2 separate regions of the Ovis aries genome follow, and region 1 is linked to region 2. A link is a contact called in public Hi-C data. All regions are on one chromosome and are shown on one strand. The core of a region is the stretch at or near the end of the contact, and the rest is flanking DNA. Distances in the headings are between cores, read along the strand shown. Region 1 overlaps GRAMD4 (GRAM domain containing 4). Region 2 holds the start of GRAMD4 (GRAM domain containing 4).

Evidence for each region. A called contact is a pair of places that touch in the nucleus more often than the background predicts.
Region 1: a contact with region 2 is called in a Hi-C map of tail adipose tissue, with 2.0 times the contacts expected there. The contact joins the enhancer-like site here to the promoter of GRAMD4 in region 2. A contact is called at or near these places in 5 of 16 Hi-C or Micro-C datasets (blood, hypothalamus, liver and 2 more).

Annotation. Positions count from the first base shown.
Region 1 is chr3:222,774,476-222,778,188 of ARS-UI_Ramb_v3.0, forward strand. All of the region lies in intron 3 of GRAMD4 (GRAM domain containing 4), which reads left to right. Among named protein-coding and RNA genes, the nearest start is that of GRAMD4, 40 kb to the left of the region's middle. Within about 2 kb of position 1,451, at least 17 of the 54 cell types and tissues checked have an H3K27ac peak or open chromatin away from gene starts, as enhancers often do. A contact at or near this core is called in hypothalamus, liver and tail adipose tissue, where this site is marked.
Region 2 is chr3:222,735,001-222,738,880 of ARS-UI_Ramb_v3.0, forward strand. It overlaps GRAMD4 (GRAM domain containing 4), which reads left to right and starts at 1,463. Exons shown (of 19, transcript XM_027968220.2): 1 at 1,463-1,692. The coding sequence starts at 1,664.

The DNA.
Region 1 (3,713 bases), core at 201-2,700, 39 kb after region 2:
CCAGGTTTACAGCGGCTTTCTTCAGTTATTAAATATTGAAGAGGACAAGTGTTCCTGGGAGGAGATGGCGGAGGGATGAAGAATGGGAGAGCGCGGCGCACCCTGGCTCAGGCCCGGCGGCAGGAGGCTAAATTTGTTAAAGAAGCACATGAATAAATGAAAAGCCACCATCCATTTTCATTTCGGCCGAAATGCATTTCAGTTGTTGCTGTTGCTTGGGCACGGACACACGCAGACGCTGCGTGGTTTCTGAGCAGGGGCGTGTGTTTATCGACCGCCTGCTGGGTATGGGCTCTGGGAAGGGAGGTGCTCCTCCATCGTCAGCTGCACAGGCAGGCGCGCCTCCCAGAGTGACCTGCACGGATTTTGGAGCTTGGAGGGAACTGCTTCTGGGACCTCAGGGTTGCCAGGCTAAGCCCCGGGGTCCCTGAGCCTGCTGTGGGTTCCATATTGCCGAGCTGTTCCTTCTTCCTGGGTGGATGTGAGGGCTGTGGGCTCCTACCTAGATGGGCTGCAGGGTGGTCCCAGGGGTGTGCGGCTCAGCCCTCGGGGCACCACTGTGGTCGTTCCTAGGGAGGGAGGATCTGGCAGTGGGGGGCCCTTTGCCCCTGAGCCGTGATGCTCCCGGGAGCTCCCCTTCCTGCCCCGACAAGCAGTGGGTCCGTGTGGCTGGCTCTGACCCTGTGGGAGGGCTTCTAGGAGAAGGTGGCCGGGGAGGCGGGCAGGAGGGCGGTTATCAGCCTCCCGCGGCCTGCAGAGGCCCCCCTCTGGATACCAAGGCTGGAAGGAAGGAAGTTTCTGGGCGCCAGTCTGGGTGATTCAGGCCGACGAAGCCCTTTCTCACCATTGAAAGCATCAGGGCTCGGGCCTGCCCGGTGTCTGCCGGGGAGGGGGCAGCCGCCCACAGCCGCCCGGCGTCGGGGTCAGGTATGGCGTTGGTTGGATACGTCTGGACCCGCCCTGCAGATGTCTGTCTAGGGTTCTGTCTCTAAACGAACAACAAACAAAAAGACCCAACCCTGCTCCTCCTGTTCTGCGACGTTGAGCTGAGAGGGCACACTGTCCGTAGCAGAGGCCGGGTCCGACAGTTCTGCTTGGTGGCGATGTATTTATCGAGTGGCTTCTGCCCTTTCAGGAAGACAGCAGATGGGTGACCCAGACAGGCGGGAAGGGAGCACACAGATCAGATAACCAGCAGACGAAGACGGGATGAAACTGCCTGAGCGTGTCGCAGGGGCCTGGGAACGAACGAAACGGGCCCTGCAGTGCCGGTGTCTGACCCACAGGGCGGGCTCTGAACTGAGAGCCTGTTTCTTGCTTACTCCCTGCGAATGTCCGGTCCTGCCTCCCCGCTGGACAGAGGCAAGCTGGCCCTGTGCCTGGCTGGGCACCTCCCCCGTCCATGTCCTGAGGGCTTGCTCAGCTGGCAGGAGGAGCAGGGTGGGGGCTGGGTGCACACGTCCCCTGGGTCGGTGCTGGCCGCACTCAGAGCCCCGGAGCCTGGACTGGGACTGCCAGGTCAGCCTGCCACCTCTTGCAGAAAGGCGGTCCCTGGTTCCTGAAAATTGGCTGCTGAGGGTGGAAGCACTGCCTGGGATCCTGTTCCAGCTTATTTTACACGAGAAACATGTTCACGCTCTGCTCCTTCACCCCAAGCCCCCGTCGGTTTCTTAAAATGTGTCTGAGAGGCAGTGGTGTGCAGCCTGACTCGTGGGCGTGTCAGAGCGTAGAGCCACGCCGCCTGCTGGCTGTCGGCGTGATGCCGACGCTTCGTGAACGGTGCCTCTGTGTCCAGCAGCCAGTGAACGCTGGGGAAGATGCAGACGGAAGTTCCCCGGGAGAGCAGGGCCTTGCCTGTGATGAGCTGGCTTCCCCGAGGGGAGAGGGTGCAGGAAGCCACGGGGGGTTACCACAGCGCGCTCCTGGCTCGAGACCCCATTCCTGGCGCTTTGGGAAGGCGTGGCTCTGCCACCGTTGGGCTGGGGGCGTGGGTGGGCCTGCCTGGGGGAGCAGGGGACCAGGCTGGGAGGCTGGAGGCTGGGAGAACTTGAGGAGTGCTGAGGAGGGATGTGAAGGGCAGAGCCTGGGACCCCTGAGTGGGCTTCCAGGCGGGCAGCCTGCCACCTGACCACAGCCCAGAAGCTGCGCAGCGGGTGGTCCCTGCGTTTGCACACCTGGCCGGTGGGAAGCAGATTTATTTAAGGATTATCACTGGATTTTTTATTTTTGGCGGTGGCTGGGCCTGTTGAATTGTGTGCCAAGAGAACTCTCACTCGAGAGTTCTACTTTTACAGGTTTAAAAATAGCCTTGGAGCCGTGTTCCTTTCTTGCCGTGTCTTCACCGGGGGCGGGGAGTGGGCTGGGCGTGGGCGGGTGTGAACGCAGGTGCCCCCCGCCCGCAGTCTCCCCCGGGACGCGCCGTGGGGGGTGCTGTCCCTGCACACCCCAGGGAGAGGGGAGGCTGGACCGCGTGGGCGGGCTGCCTGGGTCCTGGTGGGTGGGTGCAGCAGGAAGCGCCCAGCATGGGAGCGGTGGTCCGGTGTTCCGGGAGCCACGTCTGGGGCTCGTTCTGCCGCGGCCCTTTCAAAGTGCTGGCTTGTCAGGTGCCCTGGTGGGCGCCCCGAAGGCTCCTGTTGGAGCGGAGTCTGGCTTGTGTGTCCCCCGGGCTGCACCAAGGAGGCATTTTGGCTGCAGAAACCACACTTTTGGAAGTCAAGACGGCAACCTGTGCGTCTGAGGGTCCCTCTGGGCTCACACTGCTCCCCCCCCACCTCCTCCCGTTACATTCTCTCTGTTCTCGTGGGAGGTGGGCGGGGCGTGTGCCCCTGGGAGCCGGGCCTGGTTCCCCTTCAGAGCCTTGCACCTGGAAGCCGGCTTTGCTCACCTGTCCTGCTGGGTGGGGGCGCAGTGTGGAAATTACAGGGCCAACCTCTCCCCCGGGCGTGCCCTGCGATCTTAGAAGGTTCGGGGCTTCTGAGTCATGTCCCGGGCGGGATCCTGGCTCCCCTGGCCTCCAGCAGACGTCCTTCCTGTCCCCTGGCTCGCCCTGGCCACCTGCCAGGTCAGCAGACAGCACCAGGCCTTGGAGAGGAGAGCAGCGTCAGGCTGGGAGCCATGTCCCGTGACCCAGGCAAGCCCCGTGACGGCTGGTGCAGTGGCCTTCCCACCTGCCTGCCCGTGGCTCCTACTCCAAGGGACCCCCCTACACCTGTGACTGAGTCGCCAGCAGGTGTGAAGGTCCCTGTCTTGGCCCACCTGCGTGGCTGCAGAGGTGCCGAGAGGCTCACGAGAGCCGCCCACGGGCGGGCCTCCAACGGGACACACTTGTGCAAGCCCCAGGCTCGTGGCAGGCCGACTCTGGGATGCCTTCTGCGTGCCTGCTTCTCACTGTGACAGTTTGGCCAAGTCCGTGGAAGCACCATCAGTGGGGTGTTTGGCAAATCCTGTTTCTGGGTGATGGGGACACACACCCAGAGGTGGGAGGAGGGGGCTGGCAGGGGCCCCTGCACCCCCAGAGGCCATGACCTGCCGGAGGAGGGCTCTTCTTTGCTTTTTGGCCTCTGCTCGCCTCTCCAAGGCCTGGTGCCATCTGCTGACCTGGCAGGTGGCCAGGGCCGGCCGGGGGACGGGAAGGACGTCTGCTGGAGACCAGGGGAGCCAGGATCCCGCCTGGAACTTGACTCAGAAGCCCCGAACCTTCTGAAATCGCCAGA
Region 2 (3,880 bases), core at 213-2,712:
GGTTGACACTTGCCTCAGGGAATGCTTCCGGAGCACTTGAGTTGGGAGCCTTGAGGACTGCATTGGAGGCGGGGAGGTGCGTTAGGGTATTGGTGTGGTGCGGGGTTAGCTGTGGATTCTCTCAGAGGTGCCTGGAGGACTCCCGCTGTCACTGGGTTTGGGGTGGAGCAGGGGAGCTGGGCTCAAGACACATGAAGCTGATGGGATCATTAAGGTAGAGCCCAGAGGGCCCAGGGGAGGAGCGGTGGCTGAGAGGGGCAACAGGCCTGGGGCCCAGGGTCTTTCGGCTCCTCCCACTCCAAGTCCCAGCAGCATCTCCCAGGTCAGGCTTGGGTGAGGAGTTAATTGTGGGGCCCCCCCAACCCAGGATGAAGACTTGTGGTTTTGGAAGTGTAGTCCCCTCTATCTGTGAGCTAGCCAGCCTTAGATTCTGGAGGCTAGGGATGGGCAGGGTTCTCTTTGGTCAGGGGGCTTCCCTGGTGGCTCAGAGGGTCAAGAATCTGCCTAAAATGCAGAAGACCTGGCTTCAATCCCTGCACCGGGAAGATCCCCTGGAGAAGGAAATGGCAACCCACCCCAGTACTCTTGCCTGGGGAATCCATGGACAGAGGAGCCTGTCGGGTTACAGTCCATGGGGTCAGGTCGCAAAGAGTCAGGCAGGCCTAGCTTTCAGGAGAGTGGAGGGCTGGTGGAGGGTATTCCTTCAATGACAAAGGTGCGACTTAAAGAAAGCAGTCCAGATCCTGAGGACAGGGAGTCCCCTTGGCGTGGGGCTCAGCCCTTGCTAGGTATGCCAGCCTAGAGGGGATGCACGCCCCGCACCGACCCTCCCCTGCAGGCTTTAGTTTCCCTTCCCTCGTGGACACTGTGGCGTCAAGGTAAAGGCGGTTTCCTTTGGGATGCGGTCGCCACGGAAAGGTGGCCGTCTTGGACCCAGGTCGGAACCACAGGCGGTCCCACTGCGGCCGCCCCTGGGATGCGTGGCCGGCGGACAGCGGATGAAGGGGCAGCGGCACGCGTGCCCGTGCATGGCTGTGCCCGTGCATGGCTGTGCCCGTGAAGTCCGCCCTATAGACTCGCGGGGCCGCGGCGTCCTGGGCGCAGGCGGTGGAAGGCCGCACGGAAGGGCCGCCGCGCGTCCGCGTGGGTGCAGGTGGCGGGGGCGCACGTGCGCCACCCAAACAAAGGCGGCACCGCGTGACCGCGCTCGTTCTCGCGAGCGGACCCGCCAGGGCAGGCGCGCCCCCGCGGGACCGCCGAGCCGGGGCGCGAGGGGAGAGCCAAGGCCGTGCAAGGGGGAGCGGCTCCTTTAAGGTGAGGCGCGGGGCGTGGCGCGGCGGCGCGGGGCGGGGCGAGCCGGCTCAGGTCTTGGGGCGGGGCGACGCGGGGCGGGGCGGGGCGTGCCGACGTGGGGCGGGGATTAGGGCGGGCGGCGGCTGCGCAGGCCGGGCCGGGGGCGCGCAGACTCCGCGCAGCGGGACGCGAGCGCGCGACCTGGCGCCGCCGCCGCCGCCGCCGCTGCCGCCGCCGCCTCCGCGCTAGTGGCCCGGACCCGCGGGGCCGCCGCCTCCTCCGGGCTCCCCGGCGCCGCTCGGCTCCCGCGCGGGCGGCAGGTGCAGCGCGGCCGGGCGGCTGGCGAGGGGCGCGCCGAGGCGGCGGGTGGATGAGAGGTGGCCCCGATCTCCGCGCAGGGTAAGCGGCGCGCGCGGCGGACGCCCACTCGCCGGACACGCAGACCCTCTCGGGGACTCGCCGGCCCGAAGCCCGGCAGTGCCCTGCCAGCGCCCGCAGCCAGCGGCCCTCCGAGCCGGGACCCGCGCGGGCGCGCCCCGCATACACGCCCCCGGGTCCCGCGCGGCCTGGGCGCGTGTCACGGCCACCCCCCTCCCGCGCGCGCGGGCTCCGGCGTCTCCCGGTCCGCGTCATGCCCGGCCGGCCGGGGAGAGGAGGACGTCCCGTGGGCGCGGAGCCTGAGATGGGAGGGTGGTCGATGGGGCACAGGCCGCCGGGTCCAGGCTGGGGCGCGGGTGGGCGCGGTGAATGTCGTCTTAGGAACTCACTCCTGGGGGACACAGGAGAGGTGGGGGGCGACCCCGGCCCGTATGCCCCTGGAAATGACCCCGCCAAAAAGTTGCCCTCCCCGCACCCCTCCATTTGCCCCGTCTCCTTTCCCTTTGTTCCGGACTTTTAGCTGGTGGGGCTTTGCTGGGGCCCAGCCTCCCGGGGAGGTGAGGCGTAGGGCAGCATTCCTCAATCTGGGGCGCCCCCTGCCCCGGGCAGGCCCTGCACCCCTGGGCAGGCTTACCACCAAGTGGGCTGGGGCACCTGTCCGTGCGGGGAGCAGCGCCCAGGCCTGGGCCCTGGACCTGAGGCTTACCCGCTGGAAGCCGAGCCCACCCTGGGGGTGTTGCCAGCTCTACATTTCCGGAGGCGGGGAGGATTTGGTTTGGGCACACCTTTTGCAGTGCCGGGTTCCTTTCTTGCCTTCCTAGTTCTGTGCATCACCACCCCACACAAAAATGGAGGTGCCTGGGCCCCAGCCTCCATCGCAGCCTGGCCTTAGGGCTTGTCTCAGGCCTGGGCCTGGCGTGGTGAGCTGGGCTGTGCAGCAGTTGAGAGAGAAGTTTGGGGTCTTGTCTGCATGACATCTGCTTGGTGACCTTGGGCAGGAAGGCCTTGAGCCCTCCCTTGCCTCAGTTTCCCCAGCAGTAAGTGGGGAGGGGGCTGACGAGAGCATTAGATGGTGCAGCCCCCACCCCACTTCCAGACTGGACACACCCAGGGCAGAGATCCCAACACCAGGAGAGGCCGCGGTGCCCTTCCCTTCTGGGCAGCTGTTGCCCTGACTCTGCCCGTGTGTCCCAGGCCCATGTGGGGGACACACAGTTCGGCTGGGTGAAAGTGTCCCAGGTGTTTGCCCTTGTTCCCTGCTAGGATGAAACCACAGTCTCACAACAGTTAGCTGGGACCCCTGGGATCAGGGACTGTAAGCCTGCCCCTCCTTTCTACCGCCGCCCCTCTGAAGACTCCCTGCCTGGTCCAGGTCGGGGGCCTGGCCTTCCTGACGTCCCTCTGCCTCGGCCTTGGTGTCACTGCTTCTGCAGCACTGTGCCCACGGGCAGGGGTCTTGACCTGCAGCCTGGGCATTGCTGGACTCATGGAGGCAGGGTGTGCCAGTTTGGTTCTGGGGCCTGGGGAGGCGGGTTCCCCCCTCTCACCCCGCCCTGGGCTGTCTACATGGGTGCCTCCCCTCCTCTGCCCTTCTCTCCGCTGGGCTGCCGTGGCTGATGGGCTGTGGGGTGTGGCCTGGGGATGGGCAGGGCCTGTCCCTGTGCTGTCTGCCCCCCCACGCTCCGGAGAGGCGTTTCCTGGAAGCCTCACAGGGAAGTCTCCGAGTGTGTCCTGTGTGATCCTGGCCGCCCTGAGCCTTGCTCTCCCACTAAGGCAGGCAGGGGCCCTTCGTGAGAGGGGAACCTGGTGGTCTCTCCAAGCTGTTGGCCCGTGAAGCGCTCCTCTCATCTCCAGCCAGAGAGGTCGTCAGGAAGCCGATGGTCGCCAGCTCTGTGTGACCCCTGCTTCCCCTGCCCTCCTGGGCCTCACCCTCGCCAGCCGGAGACGAGGAGCCCTGGGCCTGCTTTTCCTGAATCTCCGTTTCTTGCTCCCTGATGGAATAGAGTAATGGCCGGGGCATGATGAACACACAGTATTATCAGGTTCTAGTGAGAGCGCTGCCTCCAGGGGAGGCCGCAAGCCCGAAGCGCGCTTCCTCTTTGTATCTGCGCGTCAGTGTCATCGGAGAAGCGCAGGGCCCCCCTCGATGTTCCCAGGGTCTGACCCGTGGGGGTGGTTCTGAGCACCCGCAGACGGGTGGACGGGGCCA